Linked DNA regions of Mus musculus: all the other regions are linked to region 1. Evidence: chromatin contacts called from public HiChIP or PLAC-seq and promoter capture Hi-C data. All regions are on one chromosome and are shown on one strand. The core of a region is the stretch at or near the end of the contact, and the rest is flanking DNA. Distances in the headings are between cores, read along the strand shown.

Region 1 (4,366 bases), core at 698-3,197:
GGACATGGTGGTGTACACTTTTAGTCCAAGCACCAGGATAGCCTGGTCTATGCATAGTGAGTTCCTGGCTTAGCCAGGGGTCTCTAGTGAGACCAAACTGTCTAAATAAATAAACAAATAAATAAACCAGCATTTACTACCAGGATTATCATCAGTAACATCTAATTTAGAAACTGATCATGGCTTATAAATATTTTTTCTGTTATGATATGTCCTTAATGTAAAGAAAGGCTTGACAAGTTGAGGAAAAACTTGCCCTGACACCAACTACACTAACTGTGGCTGATTTGCCTCCCCTCTAGTGAGAGCCGCAGGATGGAGGGTGCTTTCCTCTACCAGCTACCCGAGCTCACATCCTGGCCATCCTCAACAATCACTTTGCTTTCCTGAGACTCCCCACAGGCACAAGGCAGTGGGAACTAAAGGGAAGAGTAACTGCTTTCACTGGCTGGAGGACCTACCGCTTCTTTGCTGTAGGTGGTGTTCAAACTGCAATACTATAGAAATCACGTAACATTTGCAGGGCTTAACTGTGAAGGGTCTGAATCGAGTAGGGTGTGGTGGGGTATGCATGCCTTAATCTCAGGTGAAGGCCAGAGGATCAGGAGTTCAAGGCTAGTACTGGTTCCTTATCTAGTTCAAAGACAGTATCTGGGCTACTTGATGCTGTCTCAACCCACCAAAGTAAACACAACAAAAAGTGCTTTCCCCGTTGGGGCAGGGCAGGGTGGGATGGGGTGAGTAACATTAATATCTTAACATGACAGCAGGTGCAGAGCCGAGGGAATAAATCAGTTTATTTCCACTCACCTGCTCACAGCTTATAACGATGGACCCAGAACTGAGCTCCTCTGACAGTCTTAATGGTTGTTGGTCCAGCTACCTGGTCAATCTTGGGAGCTGTCACTCTGGAGAACCATGAACTTCACAGTTAGAAATGTGAGCTGAAGCCAGAATTGGGGCTTTAAACTGGAGGCTCTGGGAATCAGGTTTCCAGGGTGGTTGTGGGTACAATCATCACCCCTCTCTGCCCCCCCCCCCCCAGCATGGACTCTGCACTTAACTTATGATGTAGAGGGCCCTGTACTCCAACTTAAAGTGGGTGTGGGTAAGATTTGGTCCTTAGGAGCCAGAGGTGCTGACAAGATTCGGCCCCCAGAAAAATTGTTGTGACTGCCAATCCCTGTGCACAGTGCTGGAAGCAAGGGGAGACAGATCCCCCTGCTGCCTGAGTACTGACTGCTCTTCTCACTGTCTGAGAGGGAGCCGCAGTCTGGTCTTCAGCAGGTTAATGCCAACCCTTCTCCAGTCAGTGGCAGGGCCTCCGGCTGGTCTGTGCCCCCATCCATCCATCCCCCCCGAGTAATTTTCTGGGATCCCAGGCTTAGGGAATCCGGGAGTCTCGAAGCTGTTCGTGGCAGGTCGAGAAGGCAGCCTTGAAGGCCAGGCCGGCCTCAGTGACCGGGAGCCCGCCCCTCACCTGAGCCACACCTGGGCCCGCCCGGCGCCCGCTGGCTCTCGAGGAACGCAGGGCGCAACAAGCGCCAGGCATCCGCGAGAGGCGCCTCCCGGGGGCCGGGACCCTCTCCCGTGATAACACCAGCCTCAGCCACCAACCCGATCCGGACCCTGCACGCCGCGGCCTGCACCACGAAGCCAGCCCAGCTGCCCGCCCTGCGCCCCGCGTCCCGGGAGGCGCCGGGCCCGGAGAGCGGGGAAGCACGGACACTCCCGCCCCGCCCTCCCTCGGTCGGGCGCCCGCAGCCACCGCGGAGTCCCGCGGGGACTCAGGGGCCCGGCGCGCCGTGGGAGCGCGGGAAAGGAGGGCGGGGCCGGCGCGGCGAGGGGCGGGGCGACCCCCACCCCCCACCCCGGGCCGTCTCTCCCGCCACCTACCCGCGGCGGCGGCGACCGCGCTCCGGAAGCCGTGCCCGGTGGCTGGGCATCATGGGAATGGCACGGCCGAGTTCCGGGGGAGGCGCGCGGCCCGGCCGGACCCCCGCCCGCGAGAGCGCGCCCACCTGCACTGCGAGCGCCCGCGCTCGGACACGCACGGCGCGCGGGAGGAGCGCATGGGGCAGCTTGGAAACGGCCGCGGCGCCCGCGGGACTCGGAGCCTGCGCGGGGACCCTCCTTGTCCTCCCACCCGGGGCCTGGCGCAGCTCCGGGCGCCGAGAGCGTGCGCAGCCCAGGGGTTCAGGAGGTCGCGCGCGTCGGCAAGTTGGCCACGGCGAGAGGCGTGGCCGTGAAGAGAAGGAGGGCGGCCGGACCCTCGCACATACCTTCTTTTTGGTCCAGATCCAGTGGCCCCCGCGTGCCTGGCATCTGCTCACAGTTGCCCTTCCTATCCTCAAACACAGCAAAGGTGTGCTTCCTTGCCTGCAGTTTGCACCCAGCTCAAGATTGTGCTTAGTTTGCCTGCTCTGGACACCGCGGGGCCTTCTGGGCTACCCAAGTCCCTTTACATTGTAGAACGCTTCTATATGTCTATGCACAATGCCCCCTCTCCCCACTTTAGCCAGATCTTAGAGTGTGCTTAAAGATAGGAACCCTGAGGCTGAGGAGAACTAAGCAACAGGAGTCATGCAGGGTGACCTTGCTCCACATTCACACCAGTGGTCTTAGGAACAGGTGGGATAGGACTAGCTTCCGCCAACGCGGTCAGGATTATACAGTGGAATTTCTTGGCTCTGTGGCACACTGTATGTGATGTCGGAAATCTCCCTAGTTTTCTTTTACTTTTTAGACATGTCTGGAGATTCTGTATTGATCATGTCAGGGAACAAGCCAGGCTCACCCCCGGCCCTAGGCACTCACCCTGTCTGATAAGGCAGAGGAAATGATTAGAGAGTGCCAGGGATCTGACAGGAGAAACCCCTAGAGACTTGTTATATAAATGAGCCTGACCTCAAACTTACACAGATCCACTCGCCTCTGTCTTCAGAGTGTTGGGATTAAAGGCAAGTGCCATCACACCTGGCCTGAGTTTTTGTCACTATGAAGTAATATTATGAACATTTAGAGAGAATTACACAACCAATAATACCATCACCAAGATGTAGCTGTAGGCCTATTTTGGAATGCTTTTAGTGTTGTGAGAAACACCTTTGGGTGTCCCTGAAGCCACTCTGTGTATGTCTCCTGGTCTAATGCCTAGAAGACAGTAGTCTGCTTGGGAGAGATGCGAGGTGCTGACACTTGGCAGGTGCCCTTCAGAGATGAGGACTGTTTGGTTATTTTCTACTGCTGTGAAGAGACACCATGACCAAGGCAACTTATAGAAGAAAGAGTTTATTAAGCTTACGGTTTCAAAGGGTGAGTTCATTCCACCATGGCAGGGAGCATGGCAGCAGACAGGCAGGCATGGTGCTGGAGCGATAGCCGAGAGCTTACATCTTGACCCACAAGCCTGACACAGAGAAAGCAAATTGAAACCTTTGAAACCTCAAAGCCCATGCCCAGTGACTCACCTTCACTAAGACCACACCCCCTAGCCCTCCCCAAAAACAGGTCCACCAATCAGGGACCAAGCAGTCAAACCTAAGAGCCTCTCATTTTGTCACCACAGGGATCTACCTCACTGCCTTCAGGGTAAGCAGATATTTCCCACTTCCTGCCAGCTTGTAGAGCTGCCGTACCACTGAGTCTGCAGCAGTCTCACCATCTCCCTGTCCCTCTCTCTCTTCCTCCACCCCTTCCATGCTTGGTCGGTAGCCTTGAACTTGCAATTCTCCTGCCTCAGCCTCTGGAGGGCTGACATTACAAGGATTATAATCTTTTGACTTTGGAGTTATTCTTTCTCCTCATCCTCCCTTCTTTTTCTTCCTCTGTGGTACCAGGGATTGAACCCAGGGCCTCTCATATGCTGGGCCAGAGCTCTACCACTGGGTTTCACCCACAGCCAAGGGTTACTGTTTTTATCTGTTGGTTTGCTATGCACAATTTTTCTGTTTTTCTGTAGTTTAATTTGTCAGGTGATTGACAGCTGGGCTTGCATAAGCCCGCCCACAATAGCTTTGCCCATGATGTGTTGTTAGTCAGTCTTTCTTTGCTGTGGCAGAATACATGAGTTGGACAACTTTGAAGTGGGAAAAAACAGGTCTGGAGAGATGGCTTAGCTGTTAAGAGCACTTACTGCTCTTTCAGAGGATCCAAGTTCAGTTCCTAGCCCCTGTGGTGGGTAGCTTAGGACCAGCTGATAAGTGGCTCCTGGGGATCTGATGCCCTCTTCTGGCTCCCACAGGCACCTAGACTCACATGCACACACACTTCCACAAATAAAGTAAAAGAAGGAAAGATTTATTTTGATTTAGGGTTTTGGAAGTTGCCCTTCTTGGTTGCTTGGCCATTTCTTAACCCTGTGGCA
Region 2 (4,366 bases), core at 1,330-3,829, 970 kb after region 1:
CCTGGGTGCAGATCTTTTTGGGTGGGGGCTTGGAAGGTATATGATAGAATCTTTAAAAATATATTTGAAAGACTGACTTCACATTATGTGGGTGCTCTACTTTTACCAGTTGTTTATGTAATAATGCTGTGTGCATACCTGGTACCCATGGACTTCACAAGAGGGTTGGTACTGGGAATGGAACCCAGATCCTCTGCAAGAGCAATAGGGTCTCCTAAGTACACTGCCACCTCTTCAGCCCCAAGGGGTCTTTTAAACTGGTGAGTCACTAAGCCTGTGAGAGATGCCTCAGGCAGTTGAGGAACTTGTGTCTGAGCCTGGTGATTCCAGTTCGAGTCTTATGTGGTAGAAGGGGAGTGCTGGCTCTCACACTGTCCTCTAATTTCCACATGTGCTCTGTGCCACATGTACACACACACATACACAGTTACACACACACACATACAGTTACACACATAGTTAGACACACATACAGTTACACACATACAGTTAGACACACAAAGTTACATACACAGGTACACATACAGTTACATACACATACACAGTTACACACACACACAGTTATACATAGTTACACACACATACACTGTTACACACACATGCACTGTTACACACACATACACAGTTACACACATAGTTATACATAGTTACACACACATACACTGTTACACACACAGTTACACAATACACAGTTACACACACAGTTACATACACATACACAGTTATACACACACCTAATTACACACAGTTACACACACATAGTTACGCACATGTACACAGTTATACACAGTTACAGTTACACACACATACACTGTTACACACACAGTTATATACACATACACAGTTACACACACATAGTTACACACATACACAGTTACGCACACATGCACAGTCACACACACAGTTACACACACTGTTACAAACACATAGTTACACACATGTACATAGTTACACACACACATACATAGTTACACACACACTCACACACACACACAGAGTTTTCTGGGTTTTGTTTAAAAAGTTAACTGGCAAGTCCCTTGTCCTAGTAGCCAGAGTGCTCAGTGTGTCCAGAAAGGTGAGACCCAGATGGCAGGAATGATAATAGAACCTGCAAGGTGACTGCAGTTCTGCAAGCTCCCAGTCATGGCTTTGCTGGGGAGCCTGGGTTCAAGAGTTTAAGGACTCTAACTTAGAGCCTCCCAGGTCTTGCTCTCCTACCCTGTGTTCAGTCTGCGACTAAACAGCAGGGCTTCCTTGCAGTGGCCACCTCGCCCCAGGGTGTGAGAAGCACCCATGCTGTAGACCAAAGAGGAGACAAGAAGAGCCTGGAGAGGCTCCAGCTTGTCCTCAAATCTCTTCCAAGGACCCTGGGCTTGGAGCTTGGGACCTCTGAGACCAAGGATGTCACTTTGCCTTCTTGAGCCTTTTTCATTTTCAGGTACAGAACATATTCGTTGTGTATGTGTGTGTATGTGTGTGTGTACGTGTGTGTGTGTGTGTGTGTGTGTGTGTGTGTCTGGTATTTAATACCATAACCACCTGTGCATTTCTTGCATGCAGCAAAGTGCCCGCTCAGCCAGAAATAAACTCAGTGACACCAGGATCTTGGAATAGGTCCAGCTCACAGCAGAATTGGAACCCTGCATTGGCAGGCAGGTTCAGCGGGCACTGATGGAAAAACTTGTTTTGTTTGTAACGTTTTTGTTGGGGTCTATCACACACCCACCTTAAATTACAACTGGATAAAAACTGACTAACGTAGGCACCATTGTAATTTTCACCAAAACCAAGATCTGAAGTGTGACCCCGTCCTAACCCTTTCAAAACGCAGAAAAAGGGCGGGACTTAATCTCATTCCTGTCTTTCCATAGGCACATGGGGACACACTGAGACTCCAGAGAGGGAAAGTTGGCTGGCACAGCCTGAAGCATCCCTTACTGGTGTCTAGCTTTGGAGAATCCGCCTTTTTCCGGCACCACCAGCCAGGTCTCTTACGGAGTCCCCAGGTCTTCAACCCGCCCCAGGATTTTGGGGCGGGATTGATCGCGACTCCTCCCTGGCAAGGACCGCCCTGCGCGCGCCCTCGCCAGGCTAATTAGGCGCGCGGTTTGTTTACAAACATGGGCTGGGGCCGGTGCGCGCCTCCCTGCTTGTGAGCATTCGGGGTTTGAGGGAGGCCTCGGGGTACCCGGGTAGTGACCCCAGGGTGCTAACTGCGTTCCCGCCTTTCCCACGTTTTCCTAGGCTTCTGGAAATCCGCCCACCAGTTCTTATTCCCTGCGTGTGGCTGAGAACGCTAAAGTGAAGGCGCGCGGGCGGGCCAAGGTTCCAGCGTCGCCTCGGGTCCTGGCGGGCAACCTCCCAGCCCCGCCCCCACGCGCCCCTAGGCCGGGCCCGCTGGCGGCCAGGGCGGCCGGGCGGGCGGCCGGGGGCGCGCGGGGCGGGGCACGGCGTGGCGCCGGCGGGGCCGGGACATGTAGTCCGTGCGCCTCGGCCTCCCCTGGGCGGCCCTGGCGCGAGCCCGGGCGCGGACTACGACTCCCGCCAGGCGCCGCGGCGTAGCGCATGAGCCCTGTACAGCTCCGGCGCGTCTATTATGCTGCCGGGGCCGGCGAGCCAAAGAGGAGCCGGCCGCGCGGGCCGGGAGCAGACGGCGCTGGAGCCGCCTAGGCCAAGTACGCCTTTTTCTCGTTTCCTTGTACACTCTGGGCGGCGGCGGCGGTGGCGGTGGCGGCGGCGGACTTGGCTGAGAGAACACGGCCCGGAACGCATGGTGCAGGCCTCCCGCGCGTCTCGAAGCCCGGAGCCCGGGGCCGCCGCCTTTGTGCGCGGCCGCGATGCAACAAAGCGGGGCGGCCGCCTGCCCGGGGTCGCAGCGACTGCGCGGGCTCCGCTGCCCTCCGCCTTGCGCTGTGCGCCCGCGGCTTGCCGGTCGCCTCGGGCCGGACTGGGAGGCGTCGCCTTGGTCGGAGCGCCCAGCCTGGACTTGGCACAGCCCGCGCTCTCTGCGCCAGCCCTCCCTCACGGAAGGGATTTTTTTTTCCTTTCCCCTTTTCCTCTGCCCGCCATCTTCCGAAGGGGACTGCCTGGAGGATGCGCGGCGCGGGAAGGTGCGCGCGGTGTGCCCAGGGTCGCTCCGGCGCCACTTAGGGCGGATCGTCGCAGGGCAGGCCAGGCTGGGCCTGGACACCGCTGGAGCCTTGCAAGTGGGGCAGCCGCGGCGTGGCTTGGGGGGCGGCGGCTGCATTTGCAGAGTTATGGCCCGGGAGACGACTTTGCGCGCTTACGAGTTACTGGATTATTGCAGCCAGGCCAGGAGGAAACCCAGTTCATGTTTTGAAATCAGCCTAAACGAGTACTTAATCCGGGCGAGGTCGATTCGGATTGAGGTGGAAGGGGTGGGGTGCACGTCTTTTTCTTACTTCGTGTATAACACGCAAGCTAGTTGGGTGAGGAATGCGCACCCCAAAGCCTCTCGTATGTAAGGTTCTTGAGGATTCCCGGTGAAAAATCCTGGCGGCTTGGGGAAGTTCTCTCCACCAGTTGCTGCGACGGGGGCAGGGCTAACGAGGAAGCCATAAACAGTCTTCTTGCCCTGGGGCGGCGGGGGGGGGGCGGTAAGGAGCGGGAAGGGGGCTCACTGGGAGCCGGGGCATACCTTTTGTGAGTTCATACTTTAGGGCTCAATTTTAAGGCTCTGCCCTTTGCAATTTTGATTAAGAGCTTTCTGCCAGAAATAAGTGCACAGCTGTTGTTTCTCTACCTTAAACTTCTTAACTGTATAAGTTTGTGTCTCTGAGGTCATTCTTGTGTTCTTCAGTGGCTAACATGGGACTGGGTGCAGGAAGAGAAATGAGTGAAGGAATTGAAGGGCTCAGGTCCTGTCCCCCTTAACCCATGAGGACAAGCTGGTTGTTGTGTCGTCCATCCCCCCCCCCTTTTGTTTTGCACTTTCTTAGTGGTGTGCATTACTGGGGGTGGGGGTGCCCCTGAAGAGATCTGAGATCTCTGCTGTGCTGCTTGAAGTGAGTTTCTCACAGGCTTTCCAGGGTCCAGGAAAGGAAGGACTCCAAGGATCAAGCCCCAAGCCCCAGTGACCTTTTTTGAGTGGCCCTGAGTGTGGCCTCTCATTCGCAAATAGAGGCCTGTTTGCTGTTTGTTCTGTTGGAGGCCTTGATGTGCACTGTTGGCTGTAGATCATGAGAGGTGAGGTACAAGCTTGACAGTTCAGGAGGTGGGGGTAATTTCTTCCTGACCTTGCTTATAAACTCCGGGTCCACTGCTTTAGCAAGACACCAGGAATCTGTGGCGATCCAGACCTAGCCCCACATCCGGGGAATTCAGGAGAAAGGCATTAAAAAGCTTT
Region 3 (4,366 bases), core at 551-3,050, 930 kb after region 1:
GTTTTACCTGCAGCCATCTCCATCAAGGTCAAATCCGCTGTAGCTCAAGCCCAGGTGCAAGGATCAGACTAGGGTAGGTCCCAGGGGCCTCTCCACAAACAAAGCTCTTGTGCCCAGGAAATACCAGCTGCTTGGTGCTTTTAGCTTTTTGGAGACAGGGTCTTGCTATGCACTGGTATTAAAAAACCAGTCTCAAGCTTGGTATGGTTGGTGTAACAGGCATAAATCAACTACCAGGCCTGACCTGGTGCTTATTCTTAATGCAACTATGGCCATGAGTTCCCATAGCAACCACTTTTGTGGACCATACAGGTAGCAACAGGAGCTGAGACTTAAGTAATGAAAAGGGCTAGAAAGTCTCTTTCAACCAGCATCTCATCTCCCTACTCCAGTGAAATGAAAGGCCAACAGTGTAGGGCAGATCTATCTCCAGTGTGGGAAGTCTCTAGGAACTAAGCTTCTTTTAGCATATAAAGAGATTCACCTAACAGCAGGTGGATGACCTTGCCAACAAGCACACCACCACCCAGCCCTGCCCATCACATCGTTAATAAGCTGGGTCTTTCAGGAAGACAAATATTAACATCTGAAGACACTAGTTGTAGCACCACCCACTTTAATTCCAGCTCTAAGGATGAAGAGCTCTAAGGATGTGGGCCCCAAACAACCAACCAAAAAACAAAAACAAAAACGGGGAAGAAAGAAAGAAAGAAAGAAAGAAAGAAAGAAAGAATATCAACATTAGCCAATCTGCCTCACAGCATTCAGGAGGCTCAGGAATTCAAAGCAGTTAAATGTGAGGCTAGCATCAACCTGAAACCGGCTCAAAGGAGACCACCACTTTCCAATTCCACAGGGTAGAGTCCAAGACAGAGCACTCAGGAAAGCAGGACTTGGGGAGGGCAGGTCTGGGAGGAAGCTGGGTTAAGCAGGATCCTCAGCAGGTGGTTTGGAGCTGGCCTCCACTGCCCACAAAGGAGGTAGGTAACCGGCAGCCGCAGCCGGGGCTTTACACTAGAGTGAGCCTGACTATGGAAGGGCAGCAGCCATCAGTCTCCCTCCAGTCAAATGTAGACTCCTGGTTTCCACCCTAGTACACAAGTATGGGAAGACAGAATGGTTCAGTCACTCAGGTGAGTGCAGTAGGTAACCCAACAAAGAACTCCAACCCATCCTCTCTGGGCTCCTAGATACCTAGGTACTAGTAGCCTTGGCTTCACACCACTGTGCGCTCAACTGCCCGGCTGTCCCGGACAATGTTCAGAAACCCTTGACCGGTCAGCCCTAGTCAGGTAGAAACTTGCGCTAGGACACAAATGAGGGTTGTGCCCGCAGCACGAGAGGCGCCAAGTGGCCAAGGAAACCTGCGCGACGCTGGCTGGGTGTCCCCGATGAGACAGAGAATTCCACTCCCAGTGACGCCAGTCTGAGGTGTGAGTCTCGAGAAGCTCGCAGGACTAAGGGTCTAGGGGCGTAGCAGGGGCCGCAGTGGAAGTAGCGGGCCGTGGCGGCCACAAGGGGCGGCGGGGTCGGGGCGCGGCCGCAAATGCGGCGTCCGGCCCGGCCCGAGGCCCTCGGAACACGTGCGGCGCTGTGGAGCCCGGAGCCCGAGGGCCCTCGTGGCCGCCGCTCGCCTCGCGCCCGCGGGACCGGGTTTCTCGCTTACCTGCCGGGGCCGCGGCGGCGGGGCCGGGCGCTCTGGCGTCGCGTCGGCTAGCCCTACGCGCGAGAGCAGACGATCTGCTGGACTAGGCGGCAGCGGCGCGGGAGGCGGGAGGGATTGCGCGTGCGCGAGGGGCGGGACAACGGGCGGCGACGAGGGTCAGAAAAACTAGAGGAGGCGGAGCGCCTTAAAGGGGCCGTCTGTGGTTCTCGCTTCCTATTTGACCGCTACTGGTGTTCGGTAACTGCAGACTGGAGCACTCTAGAATTAAAGATGGGTGAGAACGTGCTTAGGTGCCTCTCCTGTTATTCTAGGCTGTGTAGCCAAGCTAACAGTTACAATTTGCCTGTGCTGGCCCGTGCCTGCCCAGGACTGTTGGGAAACCTCTTGGTGCCACTGGTGGATGTCCACGAGGTCCGGAAGTCCGGAGCTCCTGCGGCCTCCCCAGCCTACCGCAAGGCGGGGGGCTTCCTGCCGCTGCAAACCACAGCTCAAATTGAACATACTTGCCTCTCTTCTACAGGGCCATAAGGAGGCTACGCTGTACCACCACCACCACCCCACACAGACACACTCCGAAAAAGGTCTTAGGAGCTACCGCTGCAGGGAGAGATCTACAGTAGTGTCCAGGGAAGGCAGGGCACTACTGTAGAGAAGGAAGCCTGCACGCTGACAAGAGAGGAGCTACCTGACTTAGAAGACAAACAAGAAAGAATGTGGACAGGAAAGGCAAGTGTCCCTAACACAGGGGCTCCAAGTCCTCCAGCTATGCATGCATCTGGAACGATGCAGTTGCACCTGAATGTAGGCTCAGGCAGTTCACATTCCAGGCAGCCACAGCATCCACTACAATCTGGCTCCTGTGTGGCTCTGGAGCTCCATTTTAAAGGCTTTATCTCATTTTCACAAGACAGCCCCTAGCAGGCTGGCCGGCCTGCAGTTAGCAAAGTTTTGACAGCCCTCTTTCCTGTTGGACCACCTCTACTCCTGTCACTAACGGGGAAAACACCCAGAGAGGAGGACACAGGGACAGAAGGAGAACCTGGAGCCAGGTCTGCACCTCTCACTTCACTGTCTAACTCACATGGTCTTAGACTCTTGGAGGTGGCTATGACCTGTGCAGCCTCATCTTCCAGTCTGGGAATATCAAATATAACGCGTGGGGAACCTGTGCAGAGGGAGGGACTAAGCAACTGAAGCTTGAGAATGGAGAGTGTGTGGTTGCCATAGCTACAAGAGTGTGAGAAGACTGACATTGGCCTGGAATCTCCTGCTAAAGGCACAGAAACAGTTCAGACGAATCTGTGTGTCTAACAGACCTATGCCAGGAGCCCTGGATGGAGTGGAGCATGGGATGGTAAGAATAACATCTCCGTATCTGCCTAGCTAACCGGACTGGAAACCAAACCTAATCCTCTGCCACCCACCTCTCAGATAACATTCAAACCTGTCCACCTCCATCCTCATCCCGGCTCTACCTAAGATGTGGCCTTTTCAAAATTCCAGCCAAAGGAATTGCTGAAAATCCAGGTAAAGTGTATGCATAGCATGCAAGAAGCCCTGGAGCCAATCCCCAACACTCATAAACCAAGTGCAACAGCACAAGTATTAGATAGTTAGAGGCAGAAATATTAGAACTTCAAGACCAGCATGGAAGGCTCAAAGGATAAGGGGTCCTGACCCAGAAGCCCCAGATTTCCAACTTTTACTCACACTGGATCTGTAGTAAGAATTTTGATATCTTTAAAAACACAGTTATGTAGGGCCGGGCGTAGTGGCGCACGCCTTTAATCCCAGCACTCGGGAAGCAGAGGCAGGCGGATTTCTGAGTTCGAGGCCAGCCTGGTCTACAAAGTGAGTTCCAGGACAGCCAGGGCTATACAGAGAAACCCTGTCTCAAAAAACCAAGAAAAAAAAAAAAGAAAGAAAGCACCCTATGATAAGATGGGGACATAACCCAGGTGGTAGAATGCTAGCCTAGCATCCACAAAACTCTGTGTTCAAGTCCCAGTGTCACACAAAGTGGGAGTATTGTGCTTATGTGTCTCCCAGCCCTCAAGCTGGTATATTCAAGGTCATCCTTGACTACCCAGAGAGTTCTGGACTGTGGTGGTTTGAATAAAAATGACAAGTCCACAGGGCGTGGCACTATCAGGTTTGGCTTTGTTGGAGGAAGTATGTCACTTAGGAAGTGGGCCTTGAGGTTTCAAATGCTCAAGCCAGGCTCAGTGGCTCACAGTTACGGCAAGACCTGTTGCCTAAGTATCAAGATGCAGAACTCTCAGGTCCTTTGCCAGTATTAAGTCAGCCTACATGCTGCCATGATGCTGTCATGACAATAATGACCTAAACCTCTGAACGTGTAAGCCAGCCTCAGTTAAAAGTTTTCCTTTGCTGTGTGGTGGTAGCACATGCCTTTTCCCAGCACTTGGTGCCGGGGGGGGGGGGGATGATTGGATTCAGTCAGCCCCTCAACCCTCAGGAGAATCAAGGTCCCAGTATTCAGGTGAGCTAGGAGTCGGCGAAAAGTGACAGACACTGACAGAGAGTGCTGTATCTAAATGTAATTTCTCAAAGTGAGCACCAGACTTATATTACAGAAGAAAACAAGGAAGTTAGGCGATACATTAAGGTCATCAAAGGTACACTGAGGTTACCCAATGCAGCTGGGCTGGTCTACTGGTCTACTAGAGTGAGTTCCAG
Region 4 (4,366 bases), core at 863-3,362, 770 kb after region 1:
CCCAGGAGGGATTAGGCTGTGTTGACAAAAGGGCTTAGGCAAGTAGCCGCTTAAATGGATCTTCAACTGCACTGGACTTCAGAGCTGGTCACAAGCTTAGTAAAAAATAAAACGTAATCAGAGCCCAGGACTCAGCCCTCAGCCCTGGGGCACAGGCTGCCTGGGAGGCCAAAGCTGGTCCTGAGAGCCACCACTCTGTGAAGCCAACACAGCAGCTCTGAGACATAACTCCTCTTCATGGAGACTCCAGTCCAGCCGCCTGCAATGTCATTGCCAGTTCTGTATGTGTCAACTTTGAGAACGGGCTCTGTCTCTCCTGGGGTGGTGTTCCCATCTCAAGACCTAGCCAAAGTAGTGCCAGGCCCTGGCCGTGTCCCAGGCCAGAGACTGAGCAAAGCATTCCTGTCTGAAGGACCCAACTCTGTGTGCACATCAAGGCTTGAATGAAGGAGAAAGAGATGTCTCAGGAGCCTCCCACCCCCACCCCACCCCAGGCCCCACAGCAACAAGCCACAGTAACAAAGCTTTCTTGTCGGCTGACTTTGGCAGGGGGTTACAATGCCAAATCCACCATTTGTAGCCTCGAAGTGAAGCCTTCCCCAGTCAGTTTCTCAACTGCAACAGGGACAGGAGTTTATAGCCGGGGAGCTAGACCCCCAAGCTCAGGTGTGCTCCCACTGTCTCTATCACTACTCATAAGGATGGAGAGTCTGAAGCTGTGACACACTTGTAACACAACCCCAGTCACTTTGCAGCAGACCTGTTTGTGAGAAGGCTGGAGGTTAAGGAGGTACCACCTCCCCAAATCACCAAAAGTCCTGGCAACCATGCTGGGTTCTGATCACCCCTCAGGGTAGCCAAAATGCATCCCAAACCTCATAGGGGGTGGGAGGCAAAGAGGCAATGATCATCGTGGAGCTTCGTCCATAATCTGCTGTCCTGATTTCCAATCAGCACAAATTCTTCACCAGCCTGACAGCCTGGCTGCTGTCCTCACCACCAAATTAATATCTTTCCCGGAGCTCATTTATAAGTCTCCCTACCCTGCTTCCCTCTGGCTCCCAAACCCCAGGGAGAGTAATGAGTGGGGGGCTCTGACCCTGCTTGGTTCTACTCCGGGAGTTGGCAGGCTGTTTGGGGCTGGGTGCTGCTGGCGGGAGGGTTGCAGGACAAGAAAATGATCCTTCTGCCGATGGGTTGTCTCCCCTAAATACTGAAAACTAGGGGTGCCAGAGTGTGGGGCCCCAGTCCTGGGTTTAATCAGAGACCCAGAGTGACCGTGCCCACCTAGGTTTGGTCTGCTGTCGGGGAACGGCAAGATCGCAGACTCTATCCTGGGCAAAGAGACAGCCAGGGGCCAGCGGCCTTCTCCAAGCCACAGCCCGACGAGCCGGGAAGAGCAGTGGCCTCCCGGAGCCCAGCGCGTCGTCCCCATCCCAATGCCAGGGAGGCCCGGAGCCCTCCAGCGAGCTCAGAAGTTGCTCCTCCGGCGTGGCTCGGTTCCCGGATAGCTAGAGCTGGGCGCCCCGGGGGTCCGCGGAAGCGCGAGGCGCAGCGTGAGGGTCCCTCTCCACGTCCCGAGCGAACCTGCGCTCGCGCCAGCCCGCCGCCCACTCCCGCTCCTCGGCAAGTCAGAGGCCCGGCGTCCTCGCCCTCTCCCGCCGCGCGCCTGGGCCCGGGAAAAGTTGCCCTGTGCCCACTCGCCTCCCCGGGCCCGGCGCGCTAACTCTCGGTACCGCCACGGCTCGGGGCCAATGGGCCCGGCCGGACCCCCAGCGCGCGCTGCGCACGCGCCCCCGCCCCGCCAGCCCCGGCCCCCTCCCTCGCCCGCGCCGCCGCGGCCAGCACTCACCGAGCGGCAGGAAATGTTTGGTGTCCATGTCTGCGACTAACTCATGCCCAGCCGGCGGCGGAGCAGCAGGGCGGCAGCGCGGCGGCCCCCGGCGCGGCCCGCCCGGGGCCCGGGCGGCGGGGAGCCGGCGGCGGCAGCGGCGGCGGCGGCGCGCGGAGGCCGCGGCGCGGCGAGTTGTTGCAAAAGTCGCCCAACAATGTAAACTACTTGTGCCTGCGCGCGCCCCGCGCGCGCACCCGCCGCCCGCGCCTCCGCCGCGCGCCCGCGACCCGCTCCGGCCCGGCCTGCAGCGGGGCGGGGGGGTGGGGGGGGAGCGGCGGGGGGCCCGCGACGGGCGCGGACTCGGCGCAGCGCCGTCGCCGCCACTCGCCCCGCCCGCAACCGGTGCGCGCCCCGCCCGCCGCTGCCGCCGCCGCCGCCACCACCACGGCCACCCCGCGCTCGCAGCCCGGCCCCGAGTTGTGAGCGCCCTGCAAACTTGCAAGTTTGCATCTGCCAAGGGTTCCCAGGAGCCGTGGGGCGGCGGCGTGGGAGGAGGGCGGGGCGGTGGGGTAAAGCAGCCTTCCCTTCCCGGCTGCCCAAAAACCCGGCGGCCCGCGGTGGTGGTGGAGGAGGAGGAGGAGAGCCGGGCCGGGAGGAGAGCCCCGCGGCCGGGCCATTGTCTGCGCGGACACACAAAGAGGCCGGCCGTGGCCGCGCGAGGACCCTGGTCCTGCAAGGCTCCCTGCAGAAGAGCCGAGGCCCTGCGCATCCCGGTGGACACATGGGGAAACTGAGGCCGGTGAAGGGCCGTGAGCCAGAGGCAAGCAGCTGGGCAGGGAGATGCTGCCCTTTGGACGTCCCAGTCCCCTTCACCTAACACGCGAGAGGCCCAAAAAGGACCCTGGTGTCTGACCGCAGGCCAGACAGGCAGAGGGGGGCTGGGGTGCTGCTCGGGGTACCCACGTTAACACGACGGCTCTCACCCTCCTCAGAGGCGCGGGGCTTGAAGGGCGCTACTGCCGGCTTCGGACATCACCCGTGGCCCCAGGCTATTTTTATACCTTGGTTAGCTCTCTGCCCTGACTTAAATTCATGATTTGTTTGTTTAAAAACGAAAGGAAGCACTCCTACCCAGGGAGAGCCTGGGCCTCCTCCGCAACCCGCCCGCCGACTTGGGCAGCTGGAATTCGGATTTGGGTGTGAGCTACCTGAGCGGAGCCAAGCCAGCCTCCCTAAGCGCAGAGTTCCCCCTGCGCCAAGCCAGGCAACCGGCAGTCCCGCCTCCCTCCACTCCCAGCTGGTGCCTGCCAGACCAAAATCCAGCGTGGAGGCCCTGGCAGAGGGGTTTACCAAAGTCCACAGGCTGCACAGAGTAGGTGCTGCCCAAAGAGAACACCTCCCCTCAAGACAAAAAAGAAAGCTCTGCGTGGGCCCACTACCACCGTCCTCCAGGACTGCACTTTTTCTCTGTAAAAAGCAATAGTTGGCCGAACTTGGTGGCACACGCCTTTAATATCAGCACTCGGGAGGCAGAGGCAGGCGGATTTCTGAGTTTGAGGTCAGCTGGTCTACAAAGTGAGTTCCAGGACAGCCAGGGCTATACAGAGAAACCCTGTCTCAGAAAAAAAACAAAAAACAAAAACAACAAAAAAAGCAATAGTTGTGGGACTCTATCTTAAAGATGTCTTTTAGCAGCCTACCAGAAAAGCTATAGACCTGTCTTAGAGAAAGGCCATGTCTGGTCCTCCTATGTGGGCTGGGAAACAAAATGGGGTTGCTAATGCCTTGGGTTGCACTACAAACCAGGCCTCCTTTCCCAGGTCATCACCTGGGAGTTCCCTTAGTGTGGCACACAACTTGGGGTGCTTCTGGTAGTGCCTGCATCAGGTAGCACAGCTCCATTGGACCCACTGGCCAGGGAGAAAACCCCCAGATTCCTTCCTTGACAGGGCCATTTTGAGACTCTTATGGCAGGCTGTGAGGGGGTAGAACTAACTCCCTGTGTCAACAGCAAGGCCAGAGAGCAGAAAGAGACTATAAGCTTTACCTTAGGGACGTGTTATCACAGTAGAGAGCTAAGACCTGTTCTTCAAACTCCTGGGCCATCCTCGCCAGGGCAACACGTGGTGACCAACAATAAAGTACCAACTTTCTACCCTGGCCAGTGAAATCTGGGCTGCAGACAGCCTGCTCACGCTAAGTTTCAGAACAGAAAGGATCAGGAAAGGTCTGTGGGGGTGGATAGAGAAACTTCAATGATCTCTGTCCCCCAGTATTGTGGGCCATTCGTTCTACCAACAAATATCAGCAGGCTCTATTGAAGACTTGACCCTGGGTTCTCACAGAAGGTGTGGTTAAGATGGGCAGGGCAAGGGCACACCCCAGCTCTGCCTTGCAACTCTTTGGTGGCCAAGCCAGGCCACTCTGCTCTTGCCCTCAGTTCCCTGACCTGGAAAGTGCAGACAATCCCATCCTCCATACTGGGTCTTTGAAATGACTAACCAGGCAATATAGAGACTGTTCAGCCAGGAT
Region 5 (4,366 bases), core at 1,208-3,707, 750 kb after region 1:
AAGAGCAGCAGCAAGGCCAGGCTAGGCAGTCTCCGAGTGAGCAGCATATGGCTGTAAGTCATTCACCTCCCAGCTCTCAAGAGGGCACAGCAGGCCAGGAACATGGGGCTGGGAATGGCCAGGGATCTGCCCCATACCTCCCTGACCTGCTATGAGTGACTGACAGGGAGACAGCTAGAACTCAGTTCTACTATGGGAGGCCAGCCAGTGGGTGAGTTCTCACACAAAAAGGATGCTCCAACATAGCCATGGCCCACAGGGCAATACTGGCAGATGCAGGGTCCATAACAGACTCTATACACTTGGGCTTGCATCTCCCTAGGTGGCTAGGGACCTGTGGGAGAAAAATAGAGACAGAGGGAAATCTCTCACAACACAGGCCCTGTCCTCCTGCCTTCCAGCATACCCTGCTCTCTGTACCCAGATGGTGCCCACGAGATGCACAGGGATGTTGGGCTCCTGCCTGCAGGGTTACAGGGGCTAACCTCTGCTACAAATCTCAAAGTCTGTCTATTATCTCAGCCCTGGGAACTAGAGCAGAGCTCTTTGAATTGCAGAATTCCAAGGCAGGACCCTTAATGCCAACAGAAGTTGCTGGTAGCCTCTTAGCTCCTCTGTCCCCCACATCCACCTTGGGATGGAAGCCAAGGGGTTCTCTATCCAGGAAAAAGCTATGCACACCCCCCTGATGATAGCTGTGGTCTGACGATTGTGAGGGAAAGTCTGTCCCAGACTTGGGCCTATGAGCAGCAACAGAGAAGGTGAGCTCCCCGCTGAGCTCAGCACAGCAGGGGCACCCAAAAGAGAGAATGGCCTAGTGCCAGGCCCTGTCCCAATACTACTGTCCATATAGACTGGACAATGGCCTGGGTGCAAGAAACCCAAAGCACCTTAAATAATGCTGAAGACAGAGAAAGCAGAAAGAGCTACTTAGCCAGACAAGCTATGCCACGGCCCTTGGGGGCATGGTCACTCAACACCGCTGAACTGCTCAATAGCATAATGGCCTGTGACGTGGCATCAACAAGAACTACAAACATGATGGAGAAAGAGAGCTGCCATCCCTGAAGTGGAAGGCCCCAGGATATCTGCCAAAAGAGATTGCAGCCTGCATAGCTCTTCTACAGCAAATATCATCAATGTAGCCTTCCACAATCAGTGTTGAGCCCAGTGAACAGGCATCCTGGTCCATAGCTCTCCACAGCAGCACCCCTCACATGCCCCAGCCCCAATTCACAGCATCTCCAGGTCATTTTCCATAATTGTTCCCAGGGAGACTTATATAGGTGTTCTGAGCTGTCTTGAGTCTCCTGGATCCCACATAGGTGTAGCCTCAGACCCAACAATGAACCACATCTCAAAGGCACCACTGGGCCCCCAACTCCACCCCCATGCCAGATGCCTGGTAGCCCTATGCTGAAACATTTTAGTCCTCCTATCCTGGAGGAGAGTAAACGGTACAAACGAGTCTTAGTATCATCTTCCCTACCTCAAGAAAGGGAGCTATGCACAGACTACCACATTGAGAATGTTCTGAGTGGCCCACATGGACACAGGGGTACCAAGCACCTCTTAGAAGCAACTAAGGGTTGGAGTGAGGAGCACTTGTGACTGGGCCACACGAGGCAGTTTGCCATACACAGTGATGCAGCACACACATGCACACACAGCCCAAGCCACCAGAGTCTCCTCTCTCCACCTCACTTGCCCAGAGGACTCACACAATCAAAAACCATCAGAAATTCAAATTCTACTTTGGGAAGATTGCTGAGCAGGACCCAGCAGCCCTTCACATCTATTTAAGAAGATCAACACATATCCTCCCCAGCCACGCTGTTCAATGCTGTGTCTGTTCTCATAAAACTTAAATACTGTCTTTTTCTTCAGGCCAGAAACCCCAGCCACCTCTCCCAGTCACATGAGAACCCTGTGCCCCAACTCTCCAGACACATAGAAGATCTAAGCTGCTTGTCCTCCACCTGTACTCCAGGAGCCATTGGCCCGCCATTCAGAGCAGGCCTCAGGAGAAGGGCTGAGTGTCCCCAAGGGGAAAGTACGACTGAGGGACGGACCTCCTCCTGCCAAGCAAGGTGGAAGGAAGAGCCAAGGTCTGCAAAGCTGGCTGATCCAACCCAGAGAAGGGATGAGAGTCCTTCATGTCCCCGAAGGGAGGCAGGCTTCCGAGTTCCCAGCTGACCACACAGGAGTATGGGTACAAACAGGGCCAGCCGGCAGCCACAAAGCCAAAGCCACATTGTATGCTGTGGGGCCTAGCCCTCACACTCTCCCTCTCTGTCAGTCCTGGCAGCTGCTTACTGTATCACCAGGGAAGCTGACTCCAGAGTCAAGCCCACGTCCTGGGAGCTGCAGGATGCAGCCAGGGTGAGCTTGGCCCCGCCAAAGCAAAACAAGCATTGGCCAGCTCTGAGCACAGAGCAGCAGGAGGCCGGGAGGCCCAGACACTTCCCCTCACACGGCCTGCTGCCTTGGCAAGTGGCCACTCTGCCTGCTGCTGGACAGGGGCTAGGCAAGGAAGACAAGGCAATCCAGCCAGGTCCTGTGCCGCCATCTGGGGGCCTGGAGTGGAGCCCCTGCTCACGAGAGTTAAATTAAAACCTATGACCCTCCCATCACAGTGCCTTACAGGCACCCAGGGCCCCAATGCAGCCCTTTCCCAATCTTATCCTTCAGATTCTAAAAAGCTACCTAGAGACTAATCCCTCCCTGGCCTTCTCTGCCACCCCCTACACACCGTCCCCCAGGGTTTTCCACACACCTATCAAATTTAAGCTCCTAAGAGCCAGAGCCAGTTTGCCCTCCCCACTGGACTTATTAGTATCAGTCTCAACAACACTCTTCCTTACAGACAGGCAGACAGGCAGACACACACACACACACACACACACACACACACACACACACAACTAGTGCAGCCTGCACCAGGCCACAGCCTCCATCCATCACCCATGGCTTTGCACCCACTCTGTGACAAAACCCATTCCACGTCACCACCTCTCATTCTGATGTTTAAAATTTCATTCACGGCAACAGATTGGTTATTCCATCTTGGCCTTAATTAAAGAGGGCCCCAGAACGACATTTTAAACAGCAATGTCATTTTCTAATTGACACGGCTCCATTACCAAGAAAAATACGCAAACCCGCCTGAGACAGAGTGCAAGCCCCTCCCCCACCCTCCCAGAGGAGAGAGGGACTGCATAGCTTCAATTTTTAATCTGCTGATGAAATATTCAGGGGCCACAAAAGGATTGCGTTTCCCTGAGGCATGGATCACTGCCCTCTCCAGACTCCCCATGTTGGTAAGATACCGAGTTAGGATGATGGGGTCAGGTGGTCAGGAAGATGGAGAACCCACATGGGTAGCAGCTCAAAACTGGCCTGCTCAGCTACCACGACATATTTGTCCCATACCCCATGCTACCGTCCCACTCTTAGCTCAGGTCTTTCCGTGCTCCCCAACAATATCTGCTCTGTGCAAGTAGAAGACTTCAGCCCAGAGGGACTACATGCCCCAGTGACACCCACCAGGTCTCCCGGCCCATCTTGATACTTGTCTGTCTGAGTTTCATATGTTAAGTCCTACCTATAGCAATCAGGTTTCTAGCATGCTAATTTCCCAAGCAAAGTACTGAGAGCTCAGGGTCCACCGGTGCTAACACCTCTCCATAGCTGGTCCTTTACACCTCAAGGCTACACATGTCTGCACAAAGCCCAGCAAGGTGGGCTTAGAGGCAATGACCCTGAGATAGTGAAGAGAAAACTGTTTACACTGATAGGCTCAGGGGCCTGGTCACATACATGCAGATAACATGCAGGCCCTGGCAGTGCCAGCCAAGCCAAGTCCATCCAAAACCACTGTCAGCCCAGCTGGACGCTGGCTCCGATAGCCACCAGAACCAAAGTGCAGAGAGGACCACGACACTCACCAGAACAGGAACAGGGACAGGGCCCCAGCTCAACCCCTCAGCCTCTCGTTGAATCTCTTCATGCCAGGCGTGAAAGCAGAGCCTACCTCCCATCTGCTCCCATTTCTGCCTCTCAACCAAGAAAATGTCCTGTTGGATGGATGGCTCTAGACCACACAGCCAGACTGCTCCCAGAAAGGTTACCTGGCCAGGGGGCTCCACTCAGCAGGTACCTTCACCCCCATGCTGATTCACTAGTGAGCTCAGGTGGAGCACATAGGCTGCAACCCGTCCTCCATGTGGCACTGGCTGGACCACGAGGTCCACTCAGGGGAAAACACTACTAGAAACCACAGGAAGAACTCTGGCAGTCCCAACAGGACATAGACATCAAAACACCACCAGGGTTGATGTTGTCATATGTATCAGACTCTAAGCTA
Region 6 (4,366 bases), core at 815-3,314, 710 kb after region 1:
AATGTACCTTATCTCATGAGCCTCCCTTGCCATCTCCTCCCTAGGCAGGCAGAGATCATGTAGGTACCAAGCCTCTCTTCCCACCTTCCTCGCCCCCACTTCTGCTTCCAGCCTCCTCTGCTGTGCTTCTGGCCCGGTGCTTGCTCTCCAAGCCTCATCTGTCTCCAACACTGCTGGCTCACCCCAGCCATACCTCAAGAGTCTTGTCCTAGGAGCCATGCTGCCAGTGGGACAGACCTGGTCTATCTTGTCTGTTCTAAAATCCTAAAACCTAGCCACACAGCAGAACAGGGAGAGTCTGGTTGGGGAAGGGCTGGCGTGAAGGCAAGCTATCCAGACAGCTGTCTTAACAGCATAGGCCAGGGGCTCTGCTGAGCAGGAGGCACACAGAGAAACCTGCCAGGCTCTACCAGAGTCTGGCAAACTGCAAACTGCAGGCCTGGACTCTGTATGCAAATGCCCCCCACATAAAGAATGCTGAGGAAGGGACAATGGAGGCCCCCTGATGAGAAGAGCATGCCAGGCAGGAGGGTGTTCAAAGCCTACCTTCCCGCTTCATGCCCATGGCCAGGCACTTCTGGTAGCGGCAGTACTGACACCGGTTCCGCTGTCTCTTGTCGATCAGGCAGTCCTTGTTGTCTCGGCAGGTGTAGGTCAGGTCTTTGCGTACTGTCCTCTTGAAGAAGCCCTTGCAGCCCTCACAACTGTATACCCCATAGTGTTTGCCTGCAGGGTGGGGGTAGAGGATGGGTGAACTTAATGACAAGGCCCTCTCTCACCCACGTGTCATGCTGCAGACCAGGGCTCTGTATCCAGGTTTTAGAGTCCTTGTCTGGGCTCAGGCTGGACTCTGATCCTCCCTGTTCATCAGAGAACAGGTCCACCGCTACTACAGATTGGCGCTATGGGTCAGCAGCCCTGAGCACAGCATCCCCAACAATGGTGGTCTTGTGCTCTCTGTGCCTGAGCTATTGTGCCCTGGAAGAGGATGGGCACTATTCTCGGCTCAGGCTTGGCCCAGAGTGGAGGCCAGCAGACACTGCACCTCAGCCATCCATGCCTACATCTTCTCTTGGCATACCTCTAGACCACCCTTCCCATCCTAATGTCCACCTCACTTGAGGACAAAATGAGACCCCTGGAGCTCCCAACCCACCCCTTATTCTATCAGGCACAAGGGGCTACCCTGGGCTCTTGCTTCTCTGTACCCAACCCAATGGAAAAAGCTAGGGAGACTCAGTGAGCTGTGCCCAGGTATTGTGCCCCTGCCCACCAGGCATTCCTACCTGAGGAGCGGTCCCCACAGATAGCACAGATGTGCTTGGTGAAGGAGGCCATATTTCCTGAGGGATGGGCAGGAACCTTGAGGACGCCATTGAGGCCTAGTGGCGGCTTGATATCCTCAGTGCTGCTCACAGGGTTCATGGGTGAATTGAGCTGCAAGAGGAGGAGTGGGGTAGGTTAGCCCTGGCAGGCTGGGGATGGGCACTAATGAGAGCGGGGTCTCCTACAAGGAAAAACTCCCCTCTACAGAGCCTCACTCAGGCCAGAACAGCTACAAGCTAACAGGACCATCCTCAGAGTACCCCCTCATGAGAGCCAGGCCACTGCAGGGTACCAAAGTCCTTACATCTCAGTGATCCCAGCACTCTCGGCACCATACAAGAGGCTCACTTACTCCCCACCACCCACCAAGGAGCTACAGCTGCCATTTAACAATGTGCCATGGGCCCTGGACACATGAGAGCCCGGGCACTCGGCACTCCCCCACCACCCGGGTGAGGACAAGAGGCCCAGGTTCAGGGCTGCAATCAGGCTGGACTCCTCCAGAGTCACACATATCCCCACCACCCTGCATGACAGTGGTATCTGGGGGCAGAACAGGAGAGGAAAGCAAGTGGACACCCCAGACATCAAGCCATAGGGCCCATGTGGCTATCTTGGCCTCAGCACACCCCTCGCCTCTCCCTGCCCGCTGGCCGCCAGGGGCAAGCGTGGGAAACTCACCCTGTCACCCAGGCAACAGCTGCAGCGTCGCAATGACACAGCAGTTTTGGTTCCGCAGCCTCCAGCCTAGCTCTGCAGTAAGCACAGGGCCCAGAGGCGCTTCCCTCAGCCTGCCTATCTGCCAGGGCGTCAGAGCCCGGCTGGGTAGTCCCCCCACTTCTGAAAACCCCTGACAACGGCAGAAAGCCAGCTGTACAGTCCGCACTGGCCTTGTATAGCCCCTGCTGCCCCCCTGCAAGGGGAACCTCCCCGCCTTCCTCAGGGCCTCCTGCCCCATCCCCCACCCCTTTCTCACGGGGCAGGAAAAGAGCAGATTCTGCAGCCCTAGCTGGCCGGCACTGTGACACAGACTGTGAGGTTCAGCAAGGATACCTCATCCCGGTTAGCTTTAGGGGGGCTGCTGGGGAGCCTGGAGATCCACACAGAGAACCAACTCTGAGTGTGTCAGAGGGGGTTGTCAGGACGTGGAAGGTCTTAGCGGCAGGCAGGCCATCTCACTGCAGAAGAGAGCAGCAGTCCCTGTGGTGTTCACTGGCTGAAGGCCCTATGTAGGAATCCTGGGGCGGCAGGGAGACGGGCGGCAGGGAGACAGCCGGCTTTTGCTGGCAAGACTGTACATCCCTCCACTCCACTCACTGTATGGGAAGCCTAACCCTGCAGGTTTCTGGAGGTCTTGGCTCTGGGCAGAATAAACAGCTTGGGGCCCGTGAAACCTGATGTCAGGGCAGAGCAGAGGTTGATCTGTAGCACCGAGCCGGCCCCCACCCCCACCCTGGCCCCGAGAGCTCCACAGTAGGCAACGTGGGAACCCGTGACTTGGAAGACGATTTCTTTGCCCTTCCCAGATTTGAGCTGACGGACCAGGACAGTTTCTATTCTTTCCTTCCTCAGCATCCCCCACGAACCACAGCCCCATCGTCCTGGGTACTTCTGACCCATCTTTCAGGAGACCCAGGACTGGGCAGCCCTCGCTGGAGCCCGAAGACTCCCTGGGTGGGGGCCATCCCATTTCCCCTTTCATATCCTTAGCATTTATTTCAGTTCCACCCCATCACTACTGCACCTGGGTCCCCACCTATCTCTCAGGCACCCTGTCTTCCACTCCTACCTCACCCTGTCCTCCCAAGCCCACTCAGATGAGCTATCCAGAGCAGACCTGCTCTCATGCACTGCACGCTCCCCACAGCCCCGTTCCCCATCTGCCTGGCTATAGCCATCATGAAACACACGCTTACAAAGTCACTGCAGTTCCCACAGTGCGAGATCCTCCCCGTAAATCAGGACAATCAGAGGCCTTGATGCCTTGCTCTCTACATCTGGGCAGTCAGAAATGCTTCCCAGTTGTAAATTACCCAGGGAAGCCAGCATGGACAGACAGACAGTGGGGTCTGGGAAGTAGTGGGGAGCATCCCACTGGGCCCTGTCTTAGTAGAGCCCCCAAAACACATGAGCCACATCAATGGCTTGGGCACCGGGTGGCTGTGGCCTGACATAGCAAGGAACCTCATGGAGCCGAGAGCCAAGAGGGGTCAACACTGAAGCCAGGGAACTATGGAGATCAGCTCTTCATTTACCCTCACTACTCATGGCTTCCAGAGCTAGCAAGGGTACAGAGAAGCTATGATAAAAAAGAGCATGGCCATGCCAGGGGAGGTGGCTGCATGATCAGGCCTGCTTCATGCCTGCACACAGGCAGTCATGCCAGCAGCACCTCAGGCCTTCTGTCTGCTTCTGAAAAGCAAGGTGGGGAGCAGGGGACAGTGTAACAGATTGCTCATAAATAACACCCTAGCCCTTCTATGTGTTCAGATGCTTGGGTTAGCTTGCAAACACACACACACATACACACACACACACACACACTAGGGCAAAGGGGCTTATATGGAATCGACCTAGAAAAAGCAGCCAGATTGTCTGGAGGAGAAGCTTAAGAGGCTCAGACCAGTCTCAAGAGGCTACCTGGTGAGGTGTAAGTGGTCTCTCTACACACCCCCGGCACCAGGAAGGGGGGCACGGATGTCATGGCTCAGGGCACAAGGCTTTGGAAATCAAGGGACACAAAGGTGCTGTTGGCCCTCTGGTTCTAGTGAGGATGGTTCCAGGTATGCCACAGGGAGGTGGCACAGCAAAGCTACTGGGGGTGGAAAACAGAACCCAACCCGAGAAGCTCAGAGCAGAAAGGGGATCCCTGACCTGTTTCAGAAAAGGTAAAAGGAACCCCAAGGAGCTGGTTTTCCAGATGCAGAGTTTCGTGTACGCCAAGGACAAAATCCTGTTAGAAACTCACCAAGACCCTCAAGAAAATAGAAGCAGGGTGAGGCTCTATAAGATATCCATCAAGCATTCAGGGCTTGGGAGG
Region 7 (4,366 bases), core at 1,128-3,627, 690 kb after region 1:
ATGGGAGACCAGCTACAGGGGAGGCAGTATGGCCACACCCACTAAGGCACCTGCTCCTGACAAGCCTGGGCCCTGGAGTCTGAGACTAGATCATGAAGACTGACACCCAAGGAGGCTCCACAGTGCAAACAAGGCTGGTCAACTGGAGAGGCACACTCAAGAGCCACATGGGACAGGGCTGAAGCCTGAGTCTGCAGCCAGCCACCTGAGCAGGCATGACAGAACCATTGGGTCAGATTCTGAGCAAACACTGTCCACAGACACCACCATTCCAAAAGAAGTCCCAGAAAGTCCCTGTCTGTCAGGATTCTAACAGAAGTGGCCAGTCCGAGAAAGGGCCCATGCTAGAGTCCCACACAGAGCCTGTTGACTCAGTCACACCAGGACAGCCACCTGCCATGCCTTCATGGTTCAGCTCCAAGTCCCTCAGGCCACCTTCCCCAAAACCAGACAACAGCCCTCCTCTCCTCCCTGAGCCTCAGGATGCCCAGTGTCCCACAGGACCACTGAAGTGGAAACCCCACTCTACGTGAGCCAGGGCAGCCCTCCAGGATGATTGGTGGTGCCATCTTGAAGACCAGAAAGGAAGATCTGTGATAGGGAAAAGCCAGGCTACTATAGTTGGCTAACCCTGGATTGGTGAGACATGAAGAGGGACGATGACATAAAAAGGAACTGGTCAACTGGGGGACATGACAGAGGACCTCCAGCCCACGCAGCCTCAAGGTGGTCCCAGAATCCTGCTTGGAGTGATATCTCAGGGCATCTTTGGAAAGAGGCTTTATAGGTTAGCTATGACCCAGGAGGATACGGCCTGCCCCACCTGCTCCTTCTTGATCCCAGGTGGATTCCCACCCTAACTGGGTACCAGGACTCTGAACAGGCCAAGATGGGGCACTCCAAACAGAGGTGCCATGTGGGATGTCGAGAACCAGCGACAGCAACCAGCAACCAGAACAAGCCCTTTTCCCAGCTCTTGCAGCTCCAGGTGCTGAAGGCCCCATGACGAACCCCACGACCCTCGGGGTGACAGCAGCATAGCCTTAGAGCCTGATGTAGGGCAGGAGCTGGCCAGGTGTCACACCAGCTCTGCTATGGCCCTGGGCCAAAGGCAAGCATGAGTAAAGATGGCGAGGATGGTGATGCATCTTTTGGGCCCATAAGGACACTGCACCCCAAAGATCCACACGGGCCATCAGAAAGGGCAGGGGCAGGGCTGGAGCTGAGCAGCTGTGTCCAGGCAGGGCACGGGACCGGCACACGGCGGCGGGGGCCTAGGTGGCTTGATGTGGTGCCTCCAGCATCTCCATGAGGAAGGTGTCGATGGGCGTGTCCCCGATGAGCTTGAAGAAGAACAGGTGCTCCAGGCACTTGAGCCCGATGGAACGCAGTGCAGGCAGGCGGAGCAGCAGCTTGGCAAACCTGCAGGACAGGAGAGAGTAAGGACAGGCCAGGAGGCAGGGAATGCTCCCCTCGGAGTGCTCCCTGCTCTACCTGGTGACTTGTAACTTCCCCGGAGACCAGCCAAGCCCAGTGCCTGGGACCAGAACCTGGTCTGCAGAGGAAACTGCCTAAACTGATGCTCCAGGAAGAAGTGGGGACTAGAGAAAGGAGGCTCCTTGGAGACAAAAGAGCACAAGGGGCAGAGGAGTGGCAGGGGTGGAGTGGGGGTGCGGCAGGGGTGCAGCAGGCTGAGTTGCATCAAGATCCTAAAATGAAAGGAAGAGCCAATGCTTGACTACTGTCGGCCAGGACAGGCCTGGCAGGGGTTGGGAGAGCAGTTACGAGTGTGGGCTTGCTCCACGGGCAACGGGGAGCCTTGATAGAAATTTCGGCAGGTAAGAGCATGAACATGTTTTGTGCATCGGAGAGGCCTCTGCAAGAGCGGCTGTCTCGCTAGAGGCAGTGGGGCATGTCCTAGGAAGAGGCACCAGGAAGCTCTGTGGGCAGCCTGACTGGTAGTCAGTCACACGCATGGTACTCGGGGTGACTGACAGTGGAGCCAGCAGTGAGCTGGGAGATCCCCTGCTTCAGCAGGAGCACCTCCCTGGAGAGGACCGCAGAGGCCTTTGGGTTCCTTTACCCCTGGAATGTTTCCTGGGCAAAAGACCGATAGGCATGGGAAAGGAATCTGAGAACTCATGGAAGGTGGACAGACAAGAGAGGACAGTGTGGTGTGGGGACAGGACCTGGGGTCCCACGTGTGACCTCTGTGTCTGCTCAGGGCCTCCCTATATACTGGAGGGGGCTCTGGGCCTCATTAATTATTAACAATGTCTTTCATTTCCAGGGAGGAAGCCTTGTGGCTGGCTGCCCCGCAGTCCTCAGTTTAAAGGCACAAGCGTAGCTTGGAGGCTGGAGAGGTGCCAGAGAACAGGCTGTTTTCTGCTGAGCTGGCGAGATGGGCTAAGGCAGGAAGCCAGGAAAAACAAGCCGCTGCCACCCTCCTGTCCTCCTCCGGGAAGTTTCACTTTAAACCAAACCAGATGAGGGCTAAACAGCAGTGTGGACAGTTAACCATGTGTGTGCCAGGCAACGAGATTGGTTAGTGTGCCCATCTCCCCGGTCTTCCACTATTCCACTCACACCTAGCCTGCACACTGGGAGACTGCAAGAAGAAGCAGAACTGAATCCTTGGAAAACACCATTTCTCCTGGACACCTACTGTGTGCCTAACACTAGACTGTGCACCCAGCACTGAACATGACTAGATGCCAGTCTTCCTTAGGCCAGCAGAAAGAATGTGTTCTCCAGTCTCAGCCACGTATTATGCACAACTGTACAGCACCTACGCTGTGCTGGCATTTCCAGGTCACGTAACAGGTGAAGAACATAAGGCTTCATACTCGTAAATAGCAAGGACCTACTGTGCACTAAGAAATGGATCAATTATCTCAACTGGGTATAGGGGGAAGTGGGTAGTCCTCAGAGCTCATGAGTCCAAGGGCTGCCTAGCTCCTGCTCAAAGCCTGAAAAGCACCCCAGGCTGGTTTAAGGAGGACACCATTGTTTTGTGGCATACAGAGGGCTTTGGAGATGTGTGGCTGAGCCCAAGGGTAGAGGCAGGGGGCTGTCCAAGATGGAGGCGGGGCTCACCTGCCCGGCTGCTCAGGGTACTTGTGTTTGCAGTACGCTTCTAGTGACGCATACACCTTCTCCCTCAACGCCTCCACCTCAGCAGGGTTTGAGAGCCCCTTAGAGTCTGTAGAGAAAAATAGCCTCAGGTCAGAGCCCCCAGACTATCTCCTATCCACATGCAAGCATAGCAGAGAGTGTGCATGCTACACAACTAGATATGGCTGCCCTGCAGACCCATAGCTCCCAGACCAGGAGGATGGGTGTTCTAGAGTCATATTATGTCTCCATTCGGCCACTTGAAAGTCAAGTGACCTTAAACCAGTACCTTGTCATTCAGGGACTTAGTTTCCCCATCTTTCTCCAGGTGGTCATGAGAGATAACCAATCCTCTCACTGCCCTTGGGCCTGGTCCCAATGACAGGAAGAAAGCTGTAAGCCCTTCCCTGAGGATCTCCCCATACCATGAGCCAGGAGACCCCTCCTCAGCGCCTAAACACTGGCCACAATACAGGCTAGAGAAAAACCACAGCCATAGTCATTAACACCATCAGGGCACAGTGTACCAGTAAGAATGCTGAGGGCACTTTGGGGTCTGGGAGCTCTTTAGAATACACAAGACACCTTCAACTGATCTAGTCCCTGACAGTCCCTCCCTATCCCTCGGAGCCCCAGCTGAGGCCTCCCTGGTTCACCATGCCTCCAGCCAGACCACTCAGACCTAACCTGAGAAACTATCAGGTTGGCTCAGGAATGAGCTATCTGGGGTAGAAGCCTATATCCCTGTCCCCCCATATTTTCTACTCACCATGTGCAGGGCTGGTGAGCCCCGTCAGCCAAGCTTCCAACCCATATTCAACCCCTCCCCTGGCAGACAAGGATGGACTTTCAAATACAGAAGCCCATGCATACCCTGCGGCAGCGAGTGCTCCAGCCTCCGCGGCTTCCTGGAGCCTAGTCAGAGCCACCCACAAGCCCACAGCCATCTCTTGAATCCCTGAATTTCTCCCCAGGAAGAATTCCACGCTCTCAGTTGTGTGCTCCCATCACCATGTGGACTGGCCACCAGTGGCATCTGCCACCAACCCAGTGCTGTGAGCACAGGCCTGGGCCACTCTTCACACCACAGCCTCCCACACAGAAGACAGTCTCGGCCTCTGTGACAGCAACAGCTTGGAGGCCCTGAACACTGCAGCTCCAGAGCTACCAAAAAGATTTGCTGTCCTCAAGAGGCTGCTCTGCCCTGTCCCCAAATATCCTTGAAGCCAAGGCCTGAGACAAGTTAGCTACC

The links. Promoter capture Hi-C pulls out the DNA fragments that hold promoters and counts their contacts. HiChIP or PLAC-seq counts read pairs in DNA pulled down with a chosen protein or histone mark. Capture Hi-C pulls out chosen DNA fragments and counts their contacts.
Region 2: an H3K27ac HiChIP or PLAC-seq map of embryonic stem cells shows a contact between it and region 1, with 8 times the contacts expected there. The contact joins the promoter of Brd3 here to the promoter of Ppp1r26 in region 1. A contact is called at or near these places in 1 of 39 promoter capture datasets (embryonic stem cells), 4 of 115 datasets of contacts at active chromatin or transcription factors (embryonic forebrain, embryonic hindbrain, embryonic stem cells and 1 more) and 1 of 9 other capture datasets (embryonic stem cells).
Region 3: a contact with region 1 is called in a promoter capture Hi-C map of embryonic stem cells, with 2.8 times the contacts expected there. The contact joins the promoter of Wdr5 here to the promoter of Ppp1r26 in region 1. A contact is called at or near these places in 8 of 39 promoter capture datasets (the C10 cell line, embryonic stem cells, frontonasal cranial neural crest and 3 more), 6 of 115 datasets of contacts at active chromatin or transcription factors (bone marrow-derived macrophages, embryonic forebrain, embryonic stem cells and 2 more) and 1 of 9 other capture datasets (embryonic stem cells).
Region 4: a promoter capture Hi-C map of pancreatic islet shows a contact between it and region 1. The contact joins the promoter of Rxra here to the promoter of Ppp1r26 in region 1. A contact is called at or near these places in 3 of 39 promoter capture datasets (embryonic stem cells, hematopoietic stem and progenitor cells and pre-B cells), 3 of 484 Hi-C or Micro-C datasets (the AML12 cell line, cortical neurons and embryonic stem cells), 3 of 115 datasets of contacts at active chromatin or transcription factors (embryonic hindbrain, forebrain and pancreatic cancer cells) and 3 of 9 other capture datasets (adipose tissue, liver and pancreatic islet).
Region 5: an HNF4G HiChIP or PLAC-seq map of pancreatic cancer cells shows a contact between it and region 1. The contact joins the enhancer-like site here to the promoter of Ppp1r26 in region 1. A contact is called at or near these places in 2 of 39 promoter capture datasets (embryonic stem cells and hippocampal neurons), 2 of 484 Hi-C or Micro-C datasets (the AML12 cell line and cortical neurons), 1 of 115 datasets of contacts at active chromatin or transcription factors (pancreatic cancer cells) and 2 of 9 other capture datasets (adipose tissue and liver).
Region 6: a contact with region 1 is called in a promoter capture Hi-C map of embryonic stem cells, with 2.8 times the contacts expected there. The contact joins the enhancer-like site here to the promoter of Ppp1r26 in region 1. A contact is called at or near these places in 1 of 39 promoter capture datasets (embryonic stem cells), 7 of 115 datasets of contacts at active chromatin or transcription factors (VIP interneurons, embryonic basal ganglia, embryonic forebrain and 3 more) and 2 of 9 other capture datasets (embryonic stem cells and pancreatic islet).
Region 7: an H3K4me3 HiChIP or PLAC-seq map of forebrain shows a contact between it and region 1, with 6 times the contacts expected there. The contact joins the enhancer-like site here to the promoter of Ppp1r26 in region 1. A contact is called at or near these places in 6 of 39 promoter capture datasets (the 3T3-L1 cell line, the C10 cell line, HPC-7-derived erythroid cells and 3 more), 1 of 484 Hi-C or Micro-C datasets (bone marrow-derived macrophages), 11 of 115 datasets of contacts at active chromatin or transcription factors (embryonic basal ganglia, embryonic forebrain, embryonic hindbrain and 7 more) and 3 of 9 other capture datasets (embryonic stem cells, liver and pancreatic islet).

Annotation. Positions count from the first base shown.
Region 1 is chr2:28,444,427-28,448,792 of GRCm38.p6, reverse strand. It overlaps Ppp1r26 (protein phosphatase 1, regulatory subunit 26), which reads right to left and starts at 1,947. Exons shown (of 4, transcript NM_001005420.2): 1 at 1,897-1,947; 2 at 811-908; 3 at 1-101.
Region 2 is chr2:27,473,886-27,478,251 of GRCm38.p6, reverse strand. Brd3 (bromodomain containing 3) reads left to right here and starts at 2,579. Exons shown (of 12, transcript NM_001113573.1): 1 at 2,579-2,675.
Region 3 is chr2:27,512,581-27,516,946 of GRCm38.p6, reverse strand. Wdr5 (WD repeat domain 5) reads right to left here and starts at 1,800. Exons shown (of 14, transcript NM_080848.2): 1 at 1,667-1,800.
Region 4 is chr2:27,674,947-27,679,312 of GRCm38.p6, reverse strand. Rxra (retinoid X receptor alpha) reads right to left here and starts at 2,112. Exons shown (of 10, transcript NM_011305.3): 1 at 1,853-2,112. The coding sequence starts at 1,880.
Region 5 is chr2:27,697,827-27,702,192 of GRCm38.p6, reverse strand. All of the region lies in intron 1 of Rxra (retinoid X receptor alpha), which reads right to left. Among named protein-coding and RNA genes, the nearest start is that of Rxra, 23 kb to the right of the region's middle. Within about 2 kb of position 2,457, at least 118 of the 459 cell types and tissues checked have an H3K27ac peak or open chromatin away from gene starts, as enhancers often do. A contact at or near this core is called in adipose tissue, hippocampal neurons and pancreatic cancer cells, where this site is marked.
Region 6 is chr2:27,738,124-27,742,489 of GRCm38.p6, reverse strand. Rxra (retinoid X receptor alpha) reads right to left here. Exons shown (of 10, transcript NM_011305.3): 3 at 1,287-1,437; 4 at 547-726. Among named protein-coding and RNA genes, the nearest start is that of Rxra, 63 kb to the right of the region's middle. Within about 2 kb of position 2,064, at least 214 of the 459 cell types and tissues checked have an H3K27ac peak or open chromatin away from gene starts, as enhancers often do. A contact at or near this core is called in VIP interneurons, embryonic basal ganglia, embryonic stem cells and 3 more, where this site is marked.
Region 7 is chr2:27,756,597-27,760,962 of GRCm38.p6, reverse strand. Rxra (retinoid X receptor alpha) reads right to left here. Exons shown (of 10, transcript NM_011305.3): 9 at 3,097-3,202; 10 at 1-1,422. The coding sequence ends at 1,275. Among named protein-coding and RNA genes, the nearest start is that of Gm39777, 80 kb to the left of the region's middle. Within about 2 kb of position 2,377, at least 193 of the 459 cell types and tissues checked have an H3K27ac peak or open chromatin away from gene starts, as enhancers often do. A contact at or near this core is called in bone marrow-derived macrophages, embryonic limb bud, forebrain and 3 more, where this site is marked.